Regions from separate parts of the Anser cygnoides genome. Here region 1 is linked to region 2. Evidence: chromatin contacts called from public Hi-C data. All regions are on one chromosome and are shown on one strand. Each heading gives the region's core, a stretch centred on a gene start, on an enhancer-like site or on the middle of the called end of the contact. The rest is flanking DNA. Distances are from core to core; before and after follow the strand shown.

The links. A called contact is a pair of places that touch in the nucleus more often than the background predicts.
Region 1: a Hi-C map of liver shows a contact between it and region 2, with 4 times the contacts expected there. The contact joins the enhancer-like site here to the promoter of MFGE8 in region 2. A contact is called at or near these places in 2 of 7 Hi-C or Micro-C datasets (both in liver).

Annotation. Positions count from the first base shown.
Region 1 is chr11:8,720,273-8,723,720 of Taihu_goose_T2T_genome, reverse strand. No RefSeq gene overlaps it. Among named protein-coding and RNA genes, the nearest start is that of MTHFS, 51 kb to the left of the region's middle. Within about 2 kb of position 1,625, at least 2 of the 3 cell types and tissues checked have open chromatin away from gene starts, as enhancers often do. A contact at or near this core is called in liver, where this site is marked.
Region 2 is chr11:8,322,163-8,325,850 of Taihu_goose_T2T_genome, reverse strand. MFGE8 (milk fat globule EGF and factor V/VIII domain containing) reads left to right here and starts at 1,529. Exons shown (of 10, transcript XM_048072024.2): 1 at 1,529-1,696. The coding sequence starts at 1,624.

The sequences.
Region 1 (3,448 bases), core at 376-2,875, 400 kb before region 2:
GCCCTGGAGAAAATGCATGGTGAGTGCTTTTGGGGCTTGAAGGGATTCCAACATCCCCAAATGGTTTAGTTTGAGAAAAACTACTCCTGTCTGGATGGCCCAAATTCATTATTTTCACTATTCTTGGAGGCCGTGGTCAAGGGCCACCATGCTTGGTGCTACACAAAGACCCTTGATGTGGTGTCCAGCTGAGAATTTCATGGGGAAAATCTGCATCCTTAAAATTAGCTAACCAGCAGAACGGCTAAGGAAGTAGTTGGTTAATTTAGATCACAACAATGCTGGCACTTCACACAGCCGTGCCTGTAGAAGAAGTAGCATGGAACATCTAAGTGATATAAGTGAATGTGTCATTAAAGAGCTGAAGGGCTATTTTTTTCAAGATATGTCATTTAGAAAAAAAAAATCACCTAATTTAAACTCATCCTAAAGCTGTTAAAACAACTTTACACATTGCTGTTTACTTCTGAAGTATGTTGAGACCTTATCTTATTCCCTCCTACCACTGTTCAAGGCTAATCAGAATATATTAATGCGTTTACAGTAAGAAAATCTCTTTTCCATTGCAATAAACCAGCAAACGAACTTAGAGATTTCTACGTACTCTGGTTACCAAAGACCTGTTCCTTTTCTTGTCCAAAGGCTAAGAAAGGATGCCATGAAGGAGAAGTGAGATGCTGTATGACACAGGCACCTATTCGTGGAAGGGAATTACAAAAAAGCTTAATGGTTAAACAGTGGGAGTTGAAAGCAAGCCTAAAATGACTCAGGCTGTCCTGAATAAGGAGGCTTTCCAAAATCTGGCCATCAGCAGGCTGGTGAAGCATTTTCCCTCCCTAAAATCAGCTCTGTTTCCCAAAGGGTAAAAATATCTGCTCAGTAATAAAAACACGGGCTATCTGCTATCAGTGCACCGGCTCAGGGACATGAGAGATCCTGCATCAGCCATGCTCACCCTGTGCTGAAAAGCATCCTCCCGCATACAGCAGGGTGCAGGTAAGGGGGAGATGTCTCGGGCTCTCCTGGGTCTGCCTCCCCCCGTGGGCTGCGGATCAGGGACAGTGCACTGGGCGGGTGCTGAATCCAAGTGTGCTGATGGAACATTTTGATAACGGGGCTGCACGGGGACTTTGCTTTGGGTTGTTTGCTCTCCCTGGTTAGGCGGGGACAAGCAATCCAAGCTTGTTTCAGTCCCTGTGCAAGAGGCCAGGGAGAAAATTTAGGGGACTGCAGGAGAGACTGTGGAAAGCTTTGGGAGATAAAAACAAACGGGAAACAGAGCAAGATGAGGGGACAATGCAGCATAAAGGGTATGAAGATTTGCTTGATGCTTATGGACGAAGGACAAATATGCAAAAGTATTTTTCTCTCTCACTGCAGAGTTTGGAAAATTGTCTTTTTTTTTTTCCCTACACCACAGAGACTCATATTTCCCCTGCTTCAAAAAATAAAAATAAAAAAGAAAATCTTGGCTTGGCAAGGGTCAACAGATTTATGGCCAGCTTTAAATCAGTGCAACTTCACCTGGGAGGTTTAGTTTTGGATGTATTCAGAGCAGGGAATAAGCATATGAATTATTCTGGTATAGTGGTAGTAAATAGTCCAGCGGTCTCAGACCAATTTCTGCGGTGCCATATCTCATACGGGCTGATAAATCCAGCATGTGCAGCTGCTGAAAACCAGGCTCCAGGTCTGTACAGCCGGCAACTCGCTGACCATGTCCCAGCCCCACCCCAGTAACGTATTTTTTGTGATGCCAAGATCTGGTGATGGCCTCAGCCTCCCGTGTTTCATTTGCTGTTTCTCAGCATTGGAAAAAAAAAACATTACCATGTTAGATAGTGAGAAAAGCTCTCTCTGCAGCTGGAACAGCAACTCTTCCTCCCACTACTAGAAATTAAAAACAAAATTATAAAAATATTGTTGTGGATAATTTCAGCCCAGAAATACTGAGCAGCTCTTATGAATGATAATGTTTTCGCTAATGCTTCCTGGTAGAGCCACATCCTTATTCCTGCTGCTCAGAAGGGTGGTTTAACATGTTCAGGAGGTTTGGAGAACTGTCTGAAAGCAGTCAGTCAGCCTGCACTGCGATATCCTGGCTCTGACTGTATTTTGTTTAAAAAGCAGAAGTAAATGTTGCCTGAGGAAATAAAAAGAATTGAGAGGAAAAATGTGGCTGTGGAAAGCCAGCTGTCAGTTATCCAAAATGTATTAAATCTTGGCAAACAAGTCTCCAATATCACCTCCAGCCCACTTTCTCCTTATTTTCTTTTCCTCCAGCCACACACAGTCTTTATTCCATCAAGGCACTAACAGAGTTGATGGCCCCCCAAACACTACCACCACGAGGTCCGTTTGACCAGACCCAGCACCAAATGGAAGCCCATGAGGGGCACAGCATGCATGGGACGTATCAGTGCTGAAAATTCAGCGACCTGGATAGCACTGAGCACTGCGCCGTGCTGCAGTGGAGTGAAAACAGCCCGTTCAGAAAACCAGCCCTGGAGACCTCCCTCTCACTTGTCTTGAATCATCCTTGACACGAGGGAGGTGTGAGACTGGCACCAGCGTACAGCCACTTGCTTTTGAATTTACAAGGTGGAAAGTCCTGGAAAATTGCCCTTCAAATCCAAACCTGACTTCCCTCGGATAGATAAAACAGCAGGATTATCTTGTCTGCACTGTCTCATTCAGCTGAGACTTTGTGTGCTGAATGCATTCCTGATGTGCTCTCCTCTGAGGGGCTGCTGGTTGCTGTACGGATGTACATGGTGGTGGCTTTTTGCCAGAGCATTTCGGTCCCAGCAGAAGAGGTTGTCGGTTCAGCATTCGCTTGATATTGCTCTTTGCTCGGGAGAATTCCTCTCTTCTCTTCTTTCCCTCACAGCTATCGCTGTGCCTCTCCATGGTGCTCTTAGCACCACTTAAACCATGCCAGCACATCCTATTTTTACACGTTGAGAAATGGCAAACCTATAATGAAATATGGGCACGAAGGAGAGAGTACAATAGGTGGTGCAAAACGCTCGCCGTGCAGGTGAGTCTATAAAACAGCAATGTGTAAAACATCGCTGAGCCCTGCTATGTTTTGGCAGCTTATTTCCTTTTGGTTACAATTCTAGCACTAGTACAGTCTGTAGAGACTTGCACAGATTTGCCTTGGGGCTTGCTTGTCTGAAATATATACCTCTGCATCTCTATTGTTTCAGAGCAGTCAGGACCAGATGGGATTTTTTTAGCTGTCTGATCTGGGAGAGAGCTCTTTGGGGCTGATGCCACTGTACTGCACAAGATATACAGGGTTATTTCTCAAAAAGCTGTCCCTAACAAGTGTTTGATATGGAGAAAGTTCTTTTGAGATGTGGGATTGATGACGGCAACGGCCAAAGGACCAGAGGCTCTCATTCCCAGCCAGGGAAAATGACCCTCCTACATGGATTGTTCT
Region 2 (3,688 bases), core at 280-2,779:
CTGAGGCTGAAGGGTTATTCGAAAGCAAGCTCAGTGTCTTGTCCACTCTCTCCTTTCCAGCTGCTGTTTCTCCCTTCGCTGAGCAAAACGTTCGCTGGTGTTTCCATCGATAACTGATGGAAATTCCACCGCCGAGCTTGGCCGTGAGATACGTGCGTGCTCCCTGCCTTCCTCACGCCCTGGTGCTCCAGGGATACGTTCAAAGGGTTTATTTACGGGGGTGGGCAAGCTCCCTTTGCGTGGGGCACCGCTTGGCTGCGCCTCACAGGAGGCACAGGCTGTGTCCGAGGGACGAGGCGGCTGGATGCTGGAGCGGGGATGGAAAATGAGGTGGAACGGCTGATCAAAGTGCACGGCACGTGGCCGGGCTGCTGAGCTCGCTGCCGGCTGAGATTGCCAAGTTGCCAGAGCCAGAAATGGAGCAAGACTCGGGAAGAGTCAACATGTAACGGTGGGCAGCAGCAGGACTATCTGCAGCAGATTAGCTAATGCTAAAACAGAGGGTTTTGCAAGAAGAGATAAGGTCAACTTCACGTTTAGGGGGGATAGGAGGAGATTTCCAGCGCGGAGGCAAATGATCCTGCATATTTTTACTGTGTGGTTTCCTGTACCCTCTTCAGAAGCGTTTGCTGCTGAATATGAATTCAGCCTGAGCGTGCTTTAGCCCGACAGTTTCTGCCTTCCCGGGCAGAGCTCCCCACGTGGCACCAGCTCTGGAAAGCACGGCTGGGCTTTTCCAGCACGGCCTCCCCTGGGGTCTGGGCTGGACAACGCTCAAAGAGGGTCTTGTTCATGGCTGAGCCAACAGACGTGTGGTGCTGCGCTGTGGGGCTGTCCCCGACCTGGCTGCAGGCTGCTCCGGAGGAACTTGGGCTCCTTGGGCTGATCTGTGCGTGGTGGTGTGGGATGCGCCCTGAGCTCCAAAGTGCCCTGCAGGAACATAGGGGAAGCCCGCCCAGGGAGAGAAAATGTGCCCTGAGCACGCACCCTGTGTGCTGAGTGTGCTCCCCATGCACTCTGAGTGTGCACTCCATGCACCCTGAGTCTGCATCCCTGTGCTCTGAGTGTGCGCCCTGTGCTGAGTGTGCTCCCCATGCGCCCTGAGTGTGCATCCATGCACCCTGTGTGCGCCCTGTGCACTTTGCGTGTGTACCCCAGGCACTCTGAGCGTGCACCCCATGCACTGAGTGTGCACCCTGTGCACTCTGAGTGTGCATCTGTACACCCTGAGCGTGCACCCCATGCACTGAGCGTGCACCCCGTGCACCCCGAGCGCGCACCCCACGCACCACCAGCACGCCCCCCCACCCCCGGAGCGCGCACCCCACGCACCCCAAGCGCGCTCCCCGAGCTCATTAGCGCCTCGCTCGGTGCTTCCTAATTAACCACCCCTACCTTTGAAGCCCGACCCACGGGGGCAGAGGCGGCAGGGCTCCGGAGGGCTGTGCCGTGCCGTGCCGGTCCCACCCCGGGGGCGGGCGGCGGAGCACGTGAGGCCGGGCCGGGCCGTGCCGAGCCGTGCCGGGCCGCCCCGAGTCACTCCCCGCCCCGAGCCCCGCGGCGGAGCGGAGCAGGAGCGGCTCGGCTCGGCACGGCTCGGCTCGGCACGGCTCGGCACGCAGCATGGAGCCAGCAAGGCGGTGGCGAGCGCTGCTCCTCCTGGGGCTGGGGCTCTCGCTGCTGCTGGTGGTGGCCGGTGAGTGCAGGGGGGGCCCGGGGGTGCGCGCAGCCCCCCGCAGGAGCAGAGGGGCCGGGAGGGACGAGCTCGGGGCCGCAGCTCGCTCCTGGCTGCCGAGCCGGGAGTAGCCGAGCCGAGCTGGGCCGTGCCGTGCTTTCGGGCTGAGATAAGCGTGTAAACAGCTGCCCTGGGAGCGGCGCGGCACGGCACGGCACCGGGAGCCGCGGGGAGAGGCAGCGCCCTGCGGGTCACCGGGGGTTGGGCGATCACCCAAAAGGCTGACCCCCAAGGGTTACAGTGGGGTGGCTGACCCCAAAAGGCTGACCCCAAAAGGGCGATCCCGAAAGGCCGACCCCAAAGATTGACCCCAAAAGGTGACCCCAAAGGGACGGGTGTGAGCAGGGAGCAGGGGAGCGAAGCCCCCGCGCAGGAGGGCGCCCGTTCGGCCCTCCCCGGGCAGCCCTGACCTGACCCCCCCCCAGCCCCGCCGGTTTTCGGAGGATGTTATTTTTGCCTTCCGGCCAGCCTGTGGGTGCACATAAGCAAACATTTCCAAAAGCGGTGCCTGAGCTCTGTGGCCTTGGTTCCTGGCTGTCCGGGCCGTGACAGCTCCGTCCTTGACCTGAGAGATCCGTGTGTGGGGAGGATGGAGATGCTGAACCGCTCTGCCGCCGGCCCTGAAACGTCCCAAAAAGTAGGAGCATCCAAAACGTTTTGCAGCACTGGAAAATGTGAGTGGCGTGCCTCGCTGCTGGGCGAGGGGCCGGCCGGTGACACCCGCCACCCGAGGAATTATTCCTGGGAGGGGAGAAAAGAGAATCTGCTCCCTCGGAATAAATGAAGTATAAATCTAGCACCGGGACCCCTCCCGTCCCAGCCCTGGGAAGATATGCAGGGAATTTTACGCCGCTCGCTCCTTTTCCCGCAGATGTCCCACCCCAGAAACTCCCCCGTCGGAGCGGCGTGCGCGAGGATGCCGGGGCGCACACGTCCGCTGGCACGCCGTGCTGCAGGAGGCAGCCGGCTCCTGCTGCTCCACACAGGCAGCTCTGTGCGCAGGGGGTCCTTGGGATGCGCCCAGGACCTGCGGAGGAGTGTGGGGCGAAGGCATCCCCACGGAGCAGCCCGTGTAGGAGCTCTCTCCTCCCGCGCCGTAGCTCATGGCAGCGCATTGATGGAGCATGAGGTCATGCAGAGCTGGCTGGGCAGCGCAGGCAGCGACTTGAACCGGTGCCCGAGGTTTTCTGCCTCCCAAGGCTGGGCTAAGGGAGCTCCAGCATCCTTTTGGAAACCCTCGTGGGACGCCCGGGCCCCGCCTGGCCTGCCTGCTGCTGGTGCCTACCCTACAGTTGCTGAGCATCGGGAAGAATAGGATTCCTCGGAGCAGCCCTGCTATTAAAAGGCTAATGAGTAGGAGCTCGCTGAGTAGTAGCTTAGGCTAATGAGAGCCTTGCTGCTTGGTGTGGGTCCAGGCAGCAAGCCCACAGCTCATTACCTTCCACCTTCTCCGGGGCATGCAGGTGGTGGGGGATCGCTGCTGGGTCTCCACCTGAGTTGGAGCTTTGCTCCGACTCGAGCGTGGCACCGAGCAACGTGCTGTCCCTGCGCTTGGCGTGGGGCTCTTAAGGTTTTCAGGCAGCTCTGTGGGAATCGGGTCGAGGTTTATGGAGAGCGTTGCCACCCTGCAGCTGTTTGGGCAGGATAGATTGGGGGTGGGAGGAATTTCCCCGAGGCCATGCGGCACCCTGCGCTTCCTCCTCTCCAGCGGCTGTGAGCGCAGGCACGTGGCTCCCCCTGCGATGATTTTTTTGTTTGTAAATACTAACTTTGGTTAGCAAAACCCAGCAGGGTGACCAGCCCCGTTCCCTGGCATCATCCTGTCCTGCTCATGCCCGTGCGTGCCCCAGCCTGGCCAGCCCCGGCCTCCCGGCACCGCAGCCGAAGCAGGCAGGGCGCTGCGGGCCTGGGATTCCCCTGGGCGCTGGGCTGACCTTCGGGCTCTGTCCAACC